Linked DNA regions of Mus musculus: regions 2 and 3 are each linked to region 1. The links are chromatin contacts, called in public HiCAR-type and promoter capture Hi-C maps. All regions are on one chromosome and are shown on one strand. The core of a region is the stretch at or near the end of the contact, and the rest is flanking DNA. Distances in the headings are between cores, read along the strand shown.

The links. HiCAR-type assays count read pairs that join an accessible place to other places. Capture Hi-C pulls out chosen DNA fragments and counts their contacts.
Region 2: a HiCAR-type map of astrocytes shows a contact between it and region 1, with 4 times the contacts expected there. The contact joins the promoter of Lypd1 here to the promoter of Mgat5 in region 1. A contact is called at or near these places in 1 of 39 promoter capture datasets (cranial neural crest) and 1 of 115 datasets of contacts at active chromatin or transcription factors (astrocytes).
Region 3: a contact with region 1 is called in a promoter capture Hi-C map of adipose tissue, with 2.7 times the contacts expected there. The contact joins the promoter of Ubxn4 here to the promoter of Mgat5 in region 1. A contact is called at or near these places in 2 of 39 promoter capture datasets (liver and pre-B cells), 3 of 484 Hi-C or Micro-C datasets (all in CD4 T cells), 1 of 115 datasets of contacts at active chromatin or transcription factors (double positive thymocytes) and 2 of 9 other capture datasets (adipose tissue and liver).

The regions. Positions count from the first base shown.
Region 1 is chr1:127,203,594-127,206,575 of GRCm38.p6, forward strand. Mgat5 (mannoside acetylglucosaminyltransferase 5) reads left to right here and starts at 1,393. Exons shown (of 18, transcript NM_145128.3): 1 at 1,393-1,834.
Region 2 is chr1:125,910,719-125,913,700 of GRCm38.p6, forward strand. Lypd1 (Ly6/Plaur domain containing 1) reads right to left here and starts at 1,496. Exons shown (of 3, transcript NM_145100.4): 1 at 1,121-1,496. The coding sequence starts at 1,172. Nckap5 (NCK-associated protein 5) reads right to left here. Exons shown (of 17, transcript NM_001081756.1): 17 at 2,918-2,982.
Region 3 is chr1:128,242,634-128,245,615 of GRCm38.p6, forward strand. Ubxn4 (UBX domain protein 4) reads left to right here and starts at 1,504. Exons shown (of 13, transcript NM_026390.3): 1 at 1,504-1,919. The coding sequence starts at 1,838. It overlaps Gm41949 (a long non-coding RNA gene), which reads left to right and starts at 1,926. Exons shown (of 2, transcript XR_878509.3): 1 at 1,926-2,009; 2 at 2,130-2,982.

The DNA of each region.
Region 1 (2,982 bases), core at 143-2,642:
CTTCCTCCAGGTGGATGTTAAAGAAGGGCTGATTTCATTTGTGTACATTCCCAGGGTGCTCCAAGCAGGAGACAACACCACAGGTGTGTTCTATGAAGGACCTGGGTGTCAAGAGCTCTTACTCACTGGCTGTGTAGCCGAGAGGGCTACTTCACAAAACGCAGAAGAGGAACTAAATTGTTTCTAGTGTTAAAAAAAAAAATCCAAAATTCTATAATCCCCAGGTTTAAAATAATTCTGCCGGGGATGTGGAGGGGGGCAAGTTAGGGTGAAATTAGCCTAAGAACGGAGCTGTGAAACAAGGTTGAAGAAATTCTGCAGGATAAACCCTTCTACTGTAACTGGATATAGCGATGGCTCACAGGAGCAGAACTTCCTGTCATTTACACCCCGGGTAATCCATCAGTCCACCCTCCTTCCATTCCAGACAACACTTAACCAGGATCTATAATGCTCCGTGATGTAAATGCACGGCCAGCTCCCTGGAGGGTGGCCGATTGAATATTGCTTGCTAGTCAGTGTTTCATTGTGGTGCCCTCAGGGCAGGAGATGTGTTTTATTTCTGTTTGAATTTACAAGAGTACGGTGTTAAGCTGTCCAGGCTGCTCATAAAACGCAGACTGAGCAGAGAAAAAGAAGCACATTAGAAAAATTGTGTGCCTACTGTGTACCAGTCACTGCCAAACCCTTTACAAATATTTCATTACATTTTCACAATAATGTCATGGAGCAGCCGTTATTGCCCTCATTAATAGAGCCGCTAAGAGGATCCGGATAAATGACTTGCTCAGGGTCACCAAAGCCAAGGGTGTGATGCTTGTAATTCCTGTACTCAGGAGATGGAGGCAAGAAGATCCAGAGTTCGAGGGTATGCTCTGTTAAAAGCAAGTTCATCGAGGCCAGTCTGGGTTAGGTAAGACTGCACCACCCCCCCCCCCCCCCATCACAAAATAAACAAATACAAATCTGTTCAGTTAAAAAAAAAAAGACACGGGACAGAAATTCCTACTGTTTTTGCCAATCTACTCTATAAAGTATAAAAATGGAGCTCAGGGCGTTTGTTAAAAGTTGGCAAGACCCCCTAAACAGTTGAGCCCGCCATCTCCTCCCCACTGGTTTCACTCCTGAAAGGTCCCTGTCCTGAGGAGGCCCAGAGACCATCACTCTGGAGAATGCACTGTATGTAACAGTAATTGTACCCTGCCCCTGACCTTGCTAGAGTATTATTTACTCAGCTCCCTCGGTCTAGCTCTCTGCCTGTTTCTCCTTGGGCTGCGGAATGGAGCGGCTTCAAGTCCTCCTGTACAGGGTCTAGAGTTTGCAGACGATCCCCGAGAAGCCGAGGCGTTCCGAATTGGCTGAGCGCTCTGCCGGGGTGGGCGGGGAATTTGCGGAACGTCCGTGGCCCGGAATCCCTTTGCCTTGGAGAGCGGCGCGAGCCTAGAAGCTGAGAGAAGTTGGGTAGGTCGATCCGGGAAGGGTAGCAGAAACCTCGAAAAGATCTCCTAACCATTCTGTCCTGATCGTTTGGACTCAGGAGGAACGTCCCTGCTTGCGTCTAGGGGCGGAAGGTGGACGCGCTGCGCACGGCCCCGACAGGGCTGGTAGTTTTCAGACCGTCCCTGCCGAGGCCCGCTCGCCCGGCAGCCCTGCGGCTCCCGCGGTGGCGGCGGCGGCCCCAGGCTCGATCTAGCCCAGGTAGCCGCATCTCAGTCTCAGGGGGCGCTCTGACCCCGCTCCTGGCTGTGCCTGGGACCTCTGTTCCTGGAGCAAGGCTGCTGGAGAGTGAACCCGACTGCTACTGATGGTGCTTCTGCTGCTCCCCTACTAGCAGGTAAGAGCTGCTGCAGGGTCGAGCGATCGATTCAGAAGCTCGCCATCCCCCTTCGGGGAGATGCACGGACTGTGGATCGCGGGGGGACGCGTGGGGGATGTTAGGGGAGATGAGGCAGCCCTTATCCGGCCCAACGCTGACACCGGGGGCTGCGTGGGTGGATGTTCTGGCCGTGTTTGATTTGGGACGGGGGTGGGAACCCCAGAGTACAACCGAGGGACCCGCTTGGAGGGTCCACCACCTGCTCAGAGGCATCCCCTCTCATGGGACCCCGAAGATCTTCTCTAGCCTCTGAGGCTTTTAGGCTTCCAAGGAACTGTCCAGAAGGGGCTCGGGTGGCGTGGGCTGGAGGCGAGAAGCTGAGATTGGCATTTTGGACGCTGGGACCGCGATGAAACCAGAAACCAGGATGCCAGCGTGGGCCGGGCTAGGGTCCTGGGGATCCGAGAGCTCAGCGTGAGATGTGCCTTGAGCCAGTTGGAAGGAAGAATGAAGAGTGGGACCCCAGGTCCCTGGGGAGAAGGGATATAAAGATCCAAAGCTCCAGGCTGAAAGGTCAAGAAGACCCTTCGTAACCTAGAGAGCCTTAGGGACAGCCCGCCCCGGCCGCGATCCTGCCGGCGTGCACCCACGACTGGGAGATGGCAGAGGCTGCGGGATGTAAGGGCGACACCCGCGTACACACTCCCCCAGAGCATGCTCAGTGCGGTCCTGGGAACTTCCTGCCGAGTCGCCAGGCCAGCCTCTTTGGTCCCCTTTGGGGCCGCAGCTCGCTAAATTGGGGGTAGGGGGTGTGCGAGTGGGGAATCTCTGTACCCTCTTGTTCACCCTTTCTCGTCCCTCGGCCTCTGCCTGGCCTGTGACGGGCACCAGGGTTCTGCTTTCCAGAGCCACTCTGGCCTCTGGAGACGGGGGCGTGGATGTCATACCCTTGCTCCCTGAGGGTGGAAGACCAGAGGCCTGGTGACGCGTCGGTCTGCCAGGTGGACCCACTCTCAGGGAACGCAGGGCGCTCAGTCGCGCCCATTTACTCTGTGATGGGAGCAGGTTGGGTGGAAGGGGGTGTGTGAGCCCGACAACATTCGCGCGCTCCCAGTCGATGTCACACACAAAGCCACCGCAGGGAAAGAGGGAAGGGGTGGCGCTTG
Region 2 (2,982 bases), core at 246-2,745, 1.3 Mb before region 1:
TAGGAGGATAAAGCCCTGCCAGAGACCCTACATTTCTTCTCTAGACACAAACAGCTCCTATAACACCCCTCCGGCCTTTCCGCAAGAAGTTGCAAAGAGACCGGTGAGAGTTCAAATCCCAGATCAAAGTAGTGGGGTACAAGCTTGAGCTCCTGTCTGAGCCTAATTACTAATTGGCTACAAATTGGTTAATTACTATTTTGGCACCGTTCATAATTGCATTGGCTGACGCGTTTTCGGTTTTATTTATTTAATCTTTTAAGTCAGCGTTCATGGGCTGAGGCTCTGATGCTTCCTGGAGACCACCCTGCAACCTGGGGGGGGGGGGAGGTGCTGGATGCTAAGTATCCCTGCTCAGTCCTCCAGCTCAGGCTCCCTTCTTGTGATCAGCGACAGGGGCAGCTGCTGCTGAGGGTTGGAGAGGATGTAATGAGAGAGTGCCTGCGTTGGATGTGCGCGTCTGCTTAGGGACCACCACAATGCAGCCCTTTTAGACCTGTCTTGTGACCCCTTTTTTTGAAAAACATGGCTGTTGGAAAAAAATTCTGATAGCTTAGAGTCCGCGATCAGGAGCAGTTACTTACCATATTTTCCTGGTTGCTCTCCTCTGATCTGGGAGCTTCTCTTTGGGCCGCATGCCCCTTCCTAACACCCTACCGATCGCAGGAAGAGCACAGCTAGCTCACTCAGTCCGGAAGGGCTGCTCCCCCGCCCCCAGCAGAGGATTGTCCGGCGAGTCGCTCACCTGTCAGCGTCGCCGCTCCCTTGGGTGGCCACAAACACTGGGTAACTTGACTAGGTTGGAGGCTTGTCGCTCCTTTTCCTGTCTCGCCCAACTCAAGGACCCTCCCCAATCCCAGCTCTGTATCCCCGACTGTGTACCCCACGCAGCTGCAGCCAAGAGTCGCGCCAATCTGCCGCTCTCGGCTCTCCTGCAGCGCGGGACTTGGAGAGCGTCCCAGTCTAGCGCCTTTGGTCTCAGTTTCCAGCACCAAACTCCCGCTGGGTAGCCCCAGCGCAGCGCGGACCACAGCTGGGCGCACTGGGGCTGAGAGCAGGGACGCTTGGCGAGATAGCAGGAGCGTGTCTGGCCAGGCAGCTGGCCTCTTCATCTTCTTACCTGGAAGCCAGAACAATCCGCAAAAAGTTGCTGCGATGCCGAGAACCCACATCCTCCCGGATCGGCAGGGCCGGGAGCGGGCAAGAGCATCAGAGACCACGACCGCAGCGGAGGCTGTTCTGGCCGCGGCGACAGTAGCTGCCGAGGCTGCCGAGGCTCGCGCTGCTGCCGCCCAAGCGACGGCTGCCACCGAGAGGAGCCGCAGGTGTCGCCCGCGGCGCCCGCATCGCCCGCGCCGGGGGCTCCCAGAGGCTGGTCCCAGGCTCCTTGGATTCGCGCTCCCTGGGGCGGAGCGCAGCGCCTCCGGAGGAGTTGGCTGCTGAGGCTTGAAGAACTACTGGCGATCCGGAGCACCCAAAAAAGTCTCGCCTCTTCTGCCCCCACCCCTCCCACTCCGGGTACCACGTGACGGCTGCTGAGTTGTGGTGGGGGTGGAGGGCGGGGAAGGCTGGGACTGTCTCTCTACTGTCCCCACCCCTTTCTGCCACCCTTTTAGCCTACCTCCTCTAGTTCCTTGGAAAGGAGCGCCTGCTGGGTTCGGGAGTAGTGTTGACAGAGGTTAGGAATAAGGAGGTGACTAGGGCGCAGCAGGTGCCATCAGGACCTGTCCTATGCGAACTCGGAGACCCGAGTGCTAGGCTGCGGTACCCTTCCCTTCCAGGTGTTATGTTCCCTTTCGGTGCTAACAGTACCCTTGCAATTGGGTCTCGCCCACCCAGCCCGGCGTCTTCTATCACTCGCTGCCCCCTGGCCCTCTGGGTGACTGCCCTGGATAAAGCGAAGGGCTGTTTCTGAGCACCTGGCAAAGTTGCGGAGCAGCGAGTTCCCTGGGGTGTCCGACGCAGCCGCGCCTCTTCCTGAGAGAAACCCACCTCACTGGCCACCTGGGTCTTCCAGCAGAATGCCTGCGAGTACGATGGTGACCCTACCGCAGCTAGCTCGCTTAGCCCAACCACCATCTCCTCACCTGCTTGCATGCACCGCAGGGGGATGCATTGACTCAGCCTCGGTCTCCTAGCCCAGAAATAAAGCTACCTGGGGAGTGGACACCCGGATCTGTGCTCTCACTGAAAAGCAAATGGGTCTGACTGCTCCCCCAAGCCACCAGCTATGGGTATACACTCCTTACAGCGCTAAAGCATGGCCAATTGGCCATAGGCTGCCTCCCTCCTCCACTACTCCCCTTTCTGACAATTCTAAGTGACCCACCTTGCGTATTCCCGGGACACCACGGTGTTATTTTGCCTTCCTGGTGGAGCTTTGTGGAAGACTGTGCTGTGCACAGAGCAGGCAGTCGCAGCTCTTGGTGCCCCCGCCCACAACCCCCGCGCATTTCCACCCACCCCCACCCCTGATTTGGGATTTGGGAGATTCGGTGGAAACCCGTGGCTAAGCATCACCCCTCTCCTGTGAGGTCTCCCGAGGGGAAGTGGTCTCTCAGCTGGGATGTGATCATTTATGTCCCTACCCTGCCAGCAGAGCAGGTTTGAAAGAGGCATAAATGACTTTCTTGTAATTCCTTTGCAGAGATCGGTCCATAGCTGCCTCAGGCTCATTCTCCCCCACCCCTCCCCCTCATTTCTAGCTGGTTAACTCCTTGGGGAGACAAGGATGCTTTGCCCATTACTCGCTTGTCTGAAGTGTGGATCTTAACAATTGTTCGAATTACTATTACAGTAGCAAGAGGGTTGGCTTATTTATTCTTTCAGGGAAACCTCTCCACAGAGCAAGCGTGAGACATAATTATAATAATCACGGGACCAACCTCTCCCTGAACAAAGTTCTTTTCTGCTCTTATAGGGTGTAATTGTGATAAGACCTTTATTCCAAAATGAAATGAAACAAAAGAATTTTTTCTAAAG
Region 3 (2,982 bases), core at 254-2,753, 1.0 Mb after region 1:
CAAGGCTCCAATTGACTAGTGAGACAACTGAACTGTCAGAGAGGGAGTTGTGCTAGTAATAAATGGAGGTGCTCACGAACTGGGGTAGCTGTTTCCACGTCCTGCCACTAATGCTGCTTTGTATTAGTCACTTGTATCTGCCTTCGAAGCAGAAAAGGGATATCAAAGTAGTTAAATATATATATATATTTGAAGGAAGATAGGAGAAATTGGCCAATTTAAGCCAGATTAGATTATATTAAAGGCAGGTTTTTGGGAAACCGCTCTCGGTCGGCGAGTTCACTGGCCCCAAGGATCAAGGCCAAGGAAGTTGCCACCAGGGAGAGGGGAGCAGCTAGTGGAGGAAGATATATAGTAAGAGAGAAGGGGGGGGAGTGGGAATGGGCAAGGAGAGAGAGAGAGAGAGAGAGAGAGAGAGAGAGAGAGAGATCTGGACTGGGAAGTTCAAAGTTGGAGGCAGGGTATGGACTGAGGGATGCTGGGAGAACCTGGAGGCCAGGTCTGCTTTGGTGTGGAAAATATGCACCTCAGTCCCTTGTCCCCAAGTCCGAAACCAAACACTAGAAACTTGTGCAAATGTTTTTTCTTCCATTTTGATTTCGTATGCATCCATAAACCTTACATAGTTATTAATTTATTTTCTTACTGGCCTATACACAAGTTGATTCTACTCCATTTAGACTTTCTTTACTCTATCACTCAAGGAAACAACAGAAATATTTTCTTTACATGATATTCATACAAGTTAAGTACAGCCAGCCAAGATGGTACACGCTGGATGGTACAGGTAGGAGGATTGTCTTCACAGAATTAAAAATAAATAAGTTTTTTCAATAGCATAGCATAGTGGCTGAAGGTTTTACAATGTGATCCAGTTAGTAAATGCACATTATAGCCAAAAGCCAGCATTCTGCCACTTCGCTTACCCTTCAGATAAGGGGCCTATGTGGTACTGCGGGGTGGGAGGCGGGCGAGGAGGAACACTGTTGTACCTCTAGCCGGTCTTTTTCTTTTGTTTGTTTGGGGTTTTTGGTAAGTTGGTTGGTTGGTTTTTGTTTGTTTGTTTGTTTGTTTGTTATTCAGGGTCTCTGTACAAATCCTGACAGTCCGCGGAACTCACCTTGTAGACTAAGCTGTCCATCTCATACAGGCAGGCAGGCCTCTGCTTTCGGATTGCTGGGATTAAATGCGTGGTTTGCCACGCCCCTCTGAATCCCATCTTTTTCACAGGGTCAAATTAAATAAAAACCAAAGGCTTCGGGTCAAGCCCCGTAAAGCTTGTTTATTTGTGGAGCAGATTGCTTGCAGAAGTCAGAGGGTGACAGCAACTCGATACCTAGCATTTACTCTTACAGCGTTGATGTGCTCACTATGCTCACTCTCGCCATGCTTTGAGCCCACAGTTTACCTTTCCGCAAATTAACAAGCCTCGGAAGACTACAATTCCCAGGAAGCCTCACTGCAGGCGACGTCAACGTGCCGTAGCGGTTAGTCATCCTTCCTGATACTTCCTTCCACTTCCTGGAGTCGGAACCCGAGGCTTCGCGGGGGCGCGCACTTACGGACTTACCTAGCCGACCAGGCACCGGGGCGCGCGACCCCTGACGAGGAGTGTCGTCGTCACGTGACACAGGGGCGTACTTTTCTTGCCAAGCGCGCTCCGGTGCGCGTCCCCAGGGGGTGGCTGTCGGGCGTACGGGCTGGCTGGGTCCTCAGACCGGGGCCCGGATTAGCCGGTGGTTGCCGGGGCCACGAGGCCAAAGAACCAGGAGGGCGGGGTCGGCTGTGGCACCGCGGCGACGACACACCGAGCGAGCGCCTGGGCCTGAAGGGGACGATGCTGTGGTTCCAGGGCGCCATCCCGGCGGCCATCGCGTCTGCTAAGAGGAGCGGCGCGGTCTTCGTGGTGTTCGTGGCAGGTGACTGGGGAGAGGGCCCGAGAACGGTGGCGCTTTGATCTTGTTCTGGATTCTCGTTAGCGTCGAGTGAGCTAGGCAGGAGGAGCTAAGGTGGGCCGGGCTCAGACAGCCTAAGACCCTGTCGCCCAGTCCACTCGGTCTCTTCGGGGCCGCTCGTCTCCTGTCCGGGCCAGTACAGCTTTTTTTTTTTTTTTTTTTTTTTTTTATAAGGCTCCAGGCTTGCTCCGCTGCGGGGCCGACCCAGACGCCAAGCCTCTCCAGGCCGCGGGCGGGCCCAGTGCCACTTGGTGCTTCTGGGGTCTGTTGGGGACTCCGGCGTGACCTGTCTGCATCTGTGTGGGAAGCGCGTCCAGGCCCTGTCCCCAATCACTGAACCCTGCGAGGAGTCGCGCCCTGCAGGCCTTGGCAATCGGGTTGTCGCAGGCAGACCCCCCCCCCCAAGACCCCCAGCCCTGGTGTTCCCCTTCTTGGTCCTCTGGGATCTCCTCTTCTGGCAGCTTGGACCTTTTAATTCTTGGTGTGCGGGTGTGGTTGGGACAGGCCACTAGGCAGACAACTGGGTCTAGAAAGTTGTGAGCTGTCAAGAAAGCTGTGTCATCGGTAAGCCACAAAGAAACCACCTGATGTCTTAGAATGTTCCCGAAACATAAACTTGAGCTCACAGATGGTACTCTTTTATCATAGTACTCAGAGGGAACTGAGGTGCAATAATTACTTTATTACAAGTTGACCTTTTTTTTTTTTAACTTTTAACATAGTTTTTAAAGTACATACTCAGTCCTGATTCTTCCTCTCTTCTAACCTAAAATGTAGTTTTCCAGACATGTGCCAACTCATTTACCCCATATTGCTCTAAATCAGTTGGTTCCATAGCCTCCTGTTTTATTGCTGAAGTCTTGTATATCCGCAGTCAACCATCTGCTTCTATAGTTTTGTACATTCTTGATACATGGACCAGTTTGTGTGACAACTATTAATCTGAAGTGACAACTATTAATTTCTTCAGTCACTTGTGTTCAGTAACAGTTACTCATAATTGACCCATGGCTTTTAAGAGTTCTGT